2 separate regions of the Drosophila melanogaster genome follow, and region 2 is linked to region 1. The links are chromatin contacts, called in public Hi-C maps. All regions are on one chromosome and are shown on one strand. The core of a region is the stretch at or near the end of the contact, and the rest is flanking DNA. Distances in the headings are between cores, read along the strand shown.

Region 1 (5,182 bases), core at 1,952-4,451:
TGGGTTAGATTAGCTTTGTTTGATATTTGAATATTTTGTGTGTTTTGCTTGATTATATTGGTTTCTATTTAGTATACATATATATAATATATATTTTGTAGGCAATCGTTGTGGTTTATAGGAAGTAGTAGTGATTTTTTATTTACTTTCGAATACCTTTAGTACAACGATGATTTTTGGGGGACGAGGTTTAAATCTCCTTCTTCCTCTTCTCGGGACTTCCGTTTCCGGTTCCTCGCTCACTCTCTCTCTGTATCTTTCTTTCTTTCTGTGTCGATTTCCTATTTTGTTTCGCTGTACGTTGCTATTACTTTTCGGTTGCACGATTTGTATAATTTGTTTTTTCTTTTTTGTTGTTTTGTTGCTGTTTTATTGCTGTTTCATTTACTATTCACTAAGCAAAAATTATGAGTTTTAATGTTTTTTTGTTTTTGTTTTTATATATGTATATAATAGATATAGGACACCCGTTATGTAAAGTTATCCTCGCTCATTTACTATGTTGAACTTTAAGTCTACGATTTATTTTGTTTTGTTTAAATATATATATTTTTTGAATGCGTTTTGAAGTCTTTTCATAACCTAGGGTTTTTATTTTTTGCTTTGTGTTGGTTGGTTTTGTTGTTTATTCACTTATTCCATTGTTTTGTTTTTGTTTTCTCGGTTGACGCTCACTAGATTTAAGCTTAGTTTAATAGTTTATATAATATAATATATAATATACTATAGTATATATGTATCGAAGTCCTTTAAGATATCACGAATTTGTTTCAATGTTTTTTATCTTTTCATTTGCATTTGCTCTTAAGTGTAAAGTTGTTGTTGGTTTAAGATGTTTTTCTGCTTTCTGCTTCCTCTTTCGCTCCTTCTTCTTCTTCGCCTACTGTTAAAAATGACGGGGTTTTCCTTTCATTTAATTAGAGATTTTTTTGTGGTTTTTCTTTAGGTTTTTGTTTTTTTTTTTTCTTTAAATTTATAAATTTACAGTAATTATCACAGAGTTGTTAAATCTTTCTTTGAATTTGTTTTGTTTTTCTTTTCTCCGTTTTACTTCCGTTTGTTGCAGTTGCTTTTGCTGTTTTAGACTTTTAACATTTCTCACTAGGTACACTTATAAAAAAATCTGAATTGAAAACTAGTAAAAAACAATGTTTTATTGGAAAAAATAAAAACTGTTTTTTTGGCACAAGGCCGCAGTTTTGAATTTGTTATGCGTTCTCTATATATATTGGCTTAATCCGTTTATTTTTTTTTCACTAATTTATTGTTTTAATTAAATTTATTGGCTAAGTTCAATTGCTGGTGTTGTTGTTGTAGGTCTGTGTAAAACGTGACTTAAAACTTATAGAATTCTTGTAGATTTTTGGTTTTAAATGTTTTCTTTATTGTTACCGTTATTTTTTTAGTATATATTTTTTATTCACACTTTTTTTGCGGCACAATTGTTGCTTGATCGGTTTTATTCAGCTCTCCTCGCTTCTCCTCCATTTATCGCTCTGTCTCCCACTTCCCTTTCGCCCTTGTGGGCGTTTATCAGTTGTTTTTGGACTTAAATTCTAGCAGTGTTTGTTTTTATGTTTAGTTAAATAATTTAGATTGATGTTGCGTTTTAAATTAAATCGTTTTTAATATGTTTAAATTATTTGTTGTTGATTTACTCCCGGTTATTTTGTACTTTAAAACATTAATTCAGTTGTTTGTTGGTTGTTGTTTGTTTGTTGTTGTTGCTGCTTTTGTAGCTCGGTTGTTGATGTCTTAATTTAAATTAATTAGCAAATTGAATTCACTCTGACTTAACAACAAAAAATTCGTAATTAAATTAAAGCTTTTCAGGAAAAATAATGAGGAATTTGGGATTTATTTAGCGTTTTTCCAAGTGTAGGTTTTGCGGTTTTGCTTGAATTGTTTTTGTTTTATTCGAGAGTCCGAACGCCGCAGCGCCGTTGCCTTTGACTTCACGTTAGTTTCGTTTCCCGTTGCTTTTTTGTTTTCAGTGCTTTTGCCGTTTTCTTGTTAAACTCCGCTTTACTTGCTCCTTCGTGGTTTGCCTTTTATTTTGTTTTAGCTTTTCTTTTTGTTTATTTATTTGTTGGTGCTTTTGAGTATTGACGAGTTAATTTCACAGCGTTTCAATTTGTTTGGTTTGTTGTTGGTTTTGTTGTTGTTTTATTTGAAAGTCTTCGTTTCAAGCTTGGCTTGTTTTTTATGTTGTTTGTTGTTTTGTTTTCTTTTTTTATTTGCGCAGTCGCTTTATCTCCCTCTCTGTCTGTCTCGCTCACACCGACGGGCGGCGTAAAAATTCTCGTTTTTTCTGTTTTGTGTGTTTTTCTTTGCAAAGCAAACGAAACAAAAACAAAGAAGAGTCCAAAAAACTTAAAAAGTTTTTGCTTTGACTTTTTCCTTTTGAGCTATGTTGTTGTTGTTTTTTATTTCTGCTGTAACTTTCAATTATTTGCGATTTATATTTGTATGTATTATTTTTTGATTCGTTTTCGATGGTGATTTTTTTATTTTTTTATCATATTTGTTGTTGTTTTTTTATATTATTATTATTTTTTCAGATTATGATGAAAGTGATGTCAAAACGGAGTTTTAGTTACAAAAGCTGTTGAATGAGAAAAAGAGAAAGGTGGAAACGATTAAGAAAAATTAATACATCTTTTTTATTATTTCTTTTATTTTTGGCTAGTGAAATCTACACCGAAAGTCTTGCTGCAGTTTTATCGATTTTTCAGTGTTGCAAATGGAGAGATTTTTGCCTGCCGGAAAAAATTGCACACACACTGGCGCAACCTACTACGCACACACACATGCACGCCCATACACACGCACACGCAATTGCAATCGTAAACTATTTTTACACATTATTGTTGTGGTTTTTAGCGTAAAATTAGCAACCCCGCAGACTGCACACACACATGCACAGTCACCGAAGTGCCAAGTTGGTAGCAAAAAAACGAATTTTCATCAACTTTTTTTTCGGGCTGCAAATTTGGTACCCTCAAACGCACACACACACACACAGAAGCGTAGAAAATCTGGCTGGGCAACGAAAAAACGTTAATTCGCCATTTAAAAACTAATTTCCCTAACACATTTCATATTTTTCCATCACAGCTTTGTTCGCGGCACATTTTCTGCATATTTTCGTTCCGAATTTGAGTTAAATAATAGTCCTATTTGAAGCGAACGAGAATTTTCTGGACCAGCCACACGTACCACACGACAGCACAACAACTGCTAGCGGGCGCCATATTTGCCGACAGCACGATGGCAGTGTTGGAAGGTGTGCGAAGAGAGGGACAATTGTGACGTCAGTGGTCATGGGAGTAGGAGCAGGGATCTCTTAGCTTTTCTATTCCTATATTTAAATAATCAAAACTTATCTAAGATAACGATTTAACTTTAATTCAGTTAAAGGGACTATCTTTAATGCAATGTCTAAAAGTAGTAGAAGTGCAGGGTTATACATCTATGTCATTTTCTATGCTATCACTGCAAATTATAAAATATGAATTGTATGTGACTTTTATGTAATATTCTTAGTTTTAATAATAAACAAAAGCAATTTATGTAATTAAATGGATTATTACTAAGAAAATTACATCTAAATATTTAATTTTAAACTGTACGTATTCGAGACAAGAACCATCGCTAGCTATTTCTAACTTAAGCCAACCCCAAAATCTTTTCGCCTTTTATTAAGCGGCAATATATTGATTTAAAAAATGAAACTAGTTTTATTTGTTCTGATAAATAAATATGGAAGATATGTTATTATCTTTGTAAAATTGGAATTCCCCCAAAAATGCAGAAGTGTATTCACTTAGTTTAATTCTTAATTTTCGGAAGTTCTGTCACATAAAACATAAAACACAAAAAATCCCTTTTTTAGATTCCTTTTAGCAGCCCACAGAAAATCACATTAGTTTTACGTCTTCCTGGGTCTTTTAACGAATTTTATTTCAGCAGCTCCTTGGTTGCTTAATCCATAATTAACTTAAATGGTATTTTGCATGATAATGGGATCCAATACATATGTATGCTGATAAATTGATTATCCTTGAACAGATTTTTAAAGATTACAATTTACAAAATCTAGTTAATTGGTTACGGTGCCTTTTATACATTCGACAGTGCAAAATGTTATCAACATGAATAGATTATCAAAACGCCCTCGCTAAATATAAATCTCGGGCTAATTGTAGTTAAAAAGATTTAATATCATGTTTATAATTTTTACGTTACGAGCACTTCGATTTGGTCACACATTAAATTGCATCTGGTTTTGCATATTTTAGGGTTATTTAATTGCCTGGATTGCGTTACATTTCTATACACATTTGCAAAAGGTCCAAAGTTTGGTCTCTGTGTTGTTCTAGGGATATATTTCAAACATATATTTTTGTGACAATATTTGTTGTGTATGGTGCAGTTTATATGGAATATAAATAAATACGTCTTTATGTATGTACAGCGAAATTTTAAAATTTTAAAAACCCGTTTAGCTATAGGCTATTAAAACTGTCCATTGCTTAAAAGGGCATGAAATTTCCTCAGCTTACATGGCTTTAATACATTTCAATATTCATTTGAAGACAAACTGTTTAACATTTTAATCTTAGTGGCAAAATCAAGAATTTGGGACATAACACGGTCTTGAATATCAATAAAAATGTCAAGTATATTTGGCAGTTCGCCCACTCACGTGTAACACAAACACGTACACGATTATTTTACAAATGTTAAGTACACGAAGCAAAAGTGAAACCGAAATCTAAATGTAAATGCTCAATGAATTTACGTACACGATAACTTGTAGGTAATAACTAATGTTACATATTATTCTCTTCTCTTTCACTTAAGAACTATGCAGATATTTGCAATTAACTAAGAAAACAAGTTGCGGCAAGGCGAGAATTGGGTTGCCATCTTAGGGCTTGCTGTCGAAGCCAGCGAAATCCGACGCCTCCGACTCATCGTCATCCCTCTCGACGCCGATGCAATGGATTCCAGTCCGCAGCATAGGAGTACCCTTGCCCTTGCCCAACACCCGAGCGGCTATGACCAGCTGTAGCAGCTCCTTGGCGTTCGATGAGCTGACAATGTGCAGGACCTCGCGCAACAGCTTCTCCTTGTAGGCAAAGAACTCGATTTTCATTTCGAAAAAGTCGTGCTCATC
Region 2 (5,182 bases), core at 1,052-3,551, 5.6 Mb after region 1:
TGCATTTGATTCTGGTTCAAAATTTGTTGCTGCCGCATTAGATGTTGGTGTATGATTTGCGGCGAAACCGGCACAGATTGTTGTTGTGGCTGCTGTTGCTGAACAACTTGCTGCTGAACAATTTGCTGTTGCTGAACTATCTGCTGCTGCTGTACCATCGTTTGCTGCTGGCCCACTTGTTGCTGCACCACCTGTTGCTGTTGAACTATCTGCTGGTGGTGCTGAGGGGATTGCACGGGCTGCGGCGTTGTAGATGGTGTACGTGGTGTCTGCCGGCCTGTTGGAGTCGTTGGCAGTCGGGGCGACTGCTGTTGCTGAGGAATTTGTTGTGGATGTTGTTGAGAAAGTTGCTGTGGAAGTTGCTGTGCGATTTGTTGCGGGTGTTGTTGCGCAAGCTGCTGTTGAAGTGGTTGAGGATGCGGCTGTTGCTCCTGCTGCATTAGTTGCATTTGGATTTGTTGCTGTTGCTGAGACTGCTGCGTTGTTTTCATTTGTCTCTGCTGTAGGATATTTTTGATTTGCTGCTGGTTTTGTGGTTGCTGCTGCAGGTTGGCGGGGATAATCTTCTGCTGCTGAATTATTAATTGTTGTTGATGCTGCGGGTGTGGTGCAGGAGTAGGTGCTTGAGGACCACCTTGCTGTAACTGGTGAGGGGATTGTTGTGCTGGCTGTTGGGGTTGTGGCTGTGGGCGCACAAAGACCACCTGCTGCTGTGCGGGTACGGGCAGCTGTTGCTGCTGTATTTGTTCAGCTGAAGCCTGCAGCTGAGACTTAATGCTAGCGATGCTCTTGGCAGCTACGCTGTCCTCGCCAAAGCCAAGGATGTCAGATAGGGCAGAAGTAGCCGTTGCCTGTTGCTGGATAATCTGCTGTTGATGTTGCTGCTGCTGCTGCTGCTGCTGTTGTTGTTGTTGTTGTTGTTGTTGTTGTTGTTGTTGTTGTTGTTGTTGTTGCTGCTGCTGCTGCTGCTGCTGTTGTTGCTGCATCTGGTGTTGGTGCTGCAATTGCTGCTGCTGCTGAATTTGTTGCTGCTGCGTAGCCTGCTGCTTTTGTGTTCGCTGCTTTTCAATGGGCTTCAGCAGTCTCGGATGATACGTCTCCACGGGCATGCAGTTTTTGTACTTAAGGCTATCTGTCACCCAGTCGGGCGTCACAATAATGATGGCATTCTTGGGCAGGGCCAGCGCCTTGTTGTAGATGCCACCGTTGGCTGCACCGCACACCAGATGCGTGTTGGTGGCCCCAAAGCTGTGCGTGACTACGGCACCGTGGTATGTCAGCATGGCGTAAAGACGCCTTCGATCCCCTGCCACTACATTGGTGATGGCCACCCGAATGCCGCGCATCAACCGCATTTGATTCGGACTCGGGTCGAAAGCCCGTGTCGAGGCCATTCGGCCTAGCTTGGCGCTGTGCACGATCCATTGCTCCGTTACGGGAATTGCACTGTAGAGGTCCAGGTTCATGGACAGCTCCTCCTCGTTGTAGTTGGTGGCGCATATCATGTGGGTGATTTGGTCCGACAGGAACAGTTTCGATTGAGCGCCACCGCTCTTAAGAAAGCGTTCGATCTGCAAGGCAAAGGCATAATAATTATTTATTACATTACTTGATTTAAACAGTATATATAAAAGATATATGTATGTGACCAAATAAGAATTCTTTTTTCAAGGGTGCCAAATATGTTGCTTCCGTTGGTAGAGGAGAACCAAAACAAAAATCAGTTGATTTAGCACCAATACAAACTCCAGTACACAAACACACAAACACGGCAATTTGCCGGCAACTTTTATGGCGCGCATTTGCCAAGGTGCCCGGGTTACCCTGTCCGCCCGCGCTCCAACCCACCCTGTGAGACGCACGCACACCCGCTCACACAAACACACACACACGTACGCACAATGCAAGTACAGCAACAGCAAACGAAAGATTCGCTTTGCAGCTTTTTACCTCCTCGTCCAGATTTCCCAGCACAAAGTATATCACATCCTCGAACAGTTTGTCGCTTATCTTGAGGTTCTCCATGGCGCCGCCGTTTGTTTGACCACTTGCACTTCTCTGGCGGCGCTAATTTCACTTTTGCTTTTGTTATTGCTGCTGCCGCGGCTGCTCGTGGGCATCTACATTGCAGCGTGTTTTCTCGTCTTTCCGCTGATCTTGGCCATTTGCGAACTTCGAAAAACGGTGTGCGATGCGGTGCTTATCGCGTAGCACATAACAAATGCAATTTGGAACCGAAAAATTGCATTTAAAGATCACTTTTTCTCTTTTATCACCGCTGCGCCTTCCGCCTAGAGTTGGTACAAAACACTGTTTATGCGATACTATCGATAGTTCCAGAAGTGTGGCAATATGGATGCTTAATCTGCTGGTATCGATTGGTGGAAAACTTGGATATTTGATTGATTTCATTTGTACTGTGGTCCAAAAAGCGATTTTATTGGTTAAAACTTTTTTAATTGGGCCTAAAACTCACTTTGCAAGTTCGATTAACTTTTAACTAAAACACGATGTTCGTATGAAAATATATGAACCCATCTATTTGTATTAAATATTGTGTATTTCCCACCTATTTTGGTGATTTCATTTCGTTCCCGTCCAATTTGAACAACCAATTACCATACCACACCGCTCGAAGGAACGTTTCCTAGTTAATTAGACTCCACTCCGGGCACTTATAATTTAAGTAAACATTTGTATGGCACATTTCCGATTCAGTTGTTGGGTTAGCGCCCCAGGAAATCAACACATTTATAAGTATACGTACATACATTTATTTTAGCTCTGCTTGATTTACAAATTCATTTTAACTCGACTGTTTGGTTTTTGCATCAAAAATTTAGCTCTGCAAGCAGCAGTACCTATGTTATTATCAATTAGTTGGTGAAATTCCGTCAACTGCTTATAGAATGAATGCAAAAAAAAAAATATAAAAACATTTTCCATAGAACATGGTGAACTTTTAAAAACTTTTGATGGAATCCCAGTAATGTACGAGAACGTGTGTGTGTGTGTGGCTGGCTGCTCCAACTTAAATTTATTATGCTCGTAATACTTACAACTATGTACGACGAGGGTAAGTTAGTTTAATGTTACAAAGATAGAGATATATATAACTGTTGCAATAAATTTCGCGCTGCTCGGCTCGCCATCTTCGCTTCCCCGGCCTGAGAGATGGACTGATGAGTTGATCTTGAGATTGATTGGCCAGTGCGGATGGCGATTGAATTTAACGGGGGAAACACGGAACATGGTGCTAGAATTTCAGTTTAAACTGTCGCGAAATGCCCGCACAATCCGGCAGCAGCCATCTTAGCATTAGGTTTTTCATTAAAATTAGGTATAGAGCATTTGAAGTGGGGAACGGAGAACTGGCTGCACTTGAGGTTGTGGATACAGTAGAGGTGAGTGTTGAGTGGTGAGTAAATTAGCTCGTCGCCGGGAACTTGTTACAGGGTTGGATGATCGAAGTCTTGCGCGCCGGCACGGTTTCGGGCGTGGGAATGGCCTCCCCGGTGGTCACCTTGTTGGCAAAGACCTGCTTGACGCCGCCACCCTTCTGCTTGGCCATCTGGTAATCGCCCGAGTCGAAGAACTTTTGCTGTGGGAAGGATATGAAGGAATACATATTAGATTTCTCTTATATAATCAAATAGCTTTTTAGAACTAAAACGGAGATATCTTCCAAATGCAAACTTAATGTAACAATCTGATTTCGTTTACCAGATCATCAAGTTGATATAAACTATGCGCTGTGATTATTGAGTTTCATTGATTTCAGAAAGCAATTGCCAAATAGTATGGATCTTAGAATAGAGGAAACATGAATTGTTATTTTCCTTTAAACAACGGGTACTAAATACTACTAAATAATATTATTATTATTATTTTTAATTGATATTCATATTACAGGGTTTGGGTATCCCCGAACACCGAAAGTTAGTAAACTTATTGTTTGATTGTTTTCGAATTGTGCTAATCACTTACCCCCTTCTGCAGCCTTTTCTGGAGGAAGGCCGAGTGTCCGCCCGGCACGCGCATTCCGCTGGGATACTTGGACTTGAGTTTCTCCTCCTCGATCTTCTCGAGATCCGTGAGGTTAGCCTGCTCGGTGGTCTCGGTGTCCTGGGGCGTGGTGGCCGGGCTGTTGCTGTTTTCTTCCGCGGAGCTCATTGTGTGCTGCCTACGGGTGATAGTACTGGGATTAGCCAAGGTGCGACAATGGCGACACGGGAGAACTTAAATGGCAAAAGGAGGGGGAGGCGGCGGAATTGCAGAGGGGCAGCGAAAATCGGAGGCGCGCAAAATGCCAAGAGAAAATTGCATTTCATTACACACACACACAGACACAAACGCGCTAGGCTCGCACAAACACTGGCACGTAAATCCAGGGCAGGCGCACGCACACTTGCTAATATATGTGGACGCGAAATATTATAGTAATAATCGGATGTGCAAATATTGTTTTAATTTTTTATATACACCAACCACTACGCAGGCGATAAGGCTTGTGTGTGCGTGCGTTTGCTCGTCGATGCGGTTGTTTGTGTGCAAGGCGTAGTTGCTCACCTTTTGCCTGTAAAATTTGACGATTAACTGTTGTTTTCCTTCTCCTTTTGTTCTTCACCCGTCTATCAGTGTGTCTCCTTCCCTGGAATCGAATCGGTTTTGCCAATTAGCGTGCCGACTTAGCGGAGAGTGCTGCTATTCGCTAACGATTCCGGCAAATGATGTGCTGTTCGACTAAATCAGGCTGTTACACGAGCTATGTATTTGGTGTGTGGAGAGTGACTGAAATTCCCAAGGCGACTCAATTGTAAAATTATTTTATCACTTTACAGACGCAAGACTGTCTTCGATAGCAGAAGGCGTTATTTCGGAACATATCGTTTATCGAAACTACAGTTGCTCAATACTGAACTGTCCAGCTTCGAGTAGCTGTGGCTCAAACCATTGTTGTCATCGATAAGCAATTGCAATTTTATTTGTTTGCTTAAAAAATTAAAATATAAACTACGAGGATCAAATAAACATACATATTCCCAATATGTTAGCGAAAAAATATGCTCAAAAAAAGATGTTTAAACACAATGTAAGCTGTTCTATGCATTGAACAAATTAACACATTGAGAGGGCGCTCTTATAAGTGCACATTTCAATTTAAATTTATTTTAATATATTC

What was found. Hi-C and Micro-C count contacts between places; a contact is called where the count stands out from the background.
Region 2: a Hi-C map of the Kc167 cell line shows a contact between it and region 1, with 3 times the contacts expected there. A contact is called at or near these places in 15 of 107 Hi-C or Micro-C datasets (the Kc167 cell line, the ML-DmBG3-c2 cell line, the PNm cell line and 6 more).

The regions. Positions count from the first base shown.
Region 1 is chr3L:8,439,114-8,444,295 of dm6, forward strand. Unr (Upstream of N-ras) reads right to left here and starts at 3,202. Exons shown (of 11, transcript NM_001259740.2): 1 at 3,094-3,202; 2 at 1-2,605. CG6983 reads right to left here. Exons shown (of 2, transcript NM_001300055.1): 2 at 3,929-5,182. The coding sequence ends at 4,934.
Region 2 is chr3L:14,026,820-14,032,001 of dm6, forward strand. It overlaps Ptip (PAX transcription activation domain interacting protein), which reads right to left and starts at 2,302. Exons shown (of 7, transcript NM_168571.3): 1 at 1,951-2,302; 2 at 1-1,571. The coding sequence starts at 2,025. It overlaps endos (endosulfine), which reads right to left and starts at 4,887. Exons shown (of 3, transcript NM_001274891.1): 1 at 4,570-4,887; 2 at 3,988-4,183; 3 at 2,760-3,601. The coding sequence starts at 4,173. The coding sequence ends at 3,428. CG6650 reads left to right here and starts at 4,631. Exons shown (of 6, transcript NM_140428.4): 1 at 4,631-4,776; 2 at 4,842-5,182.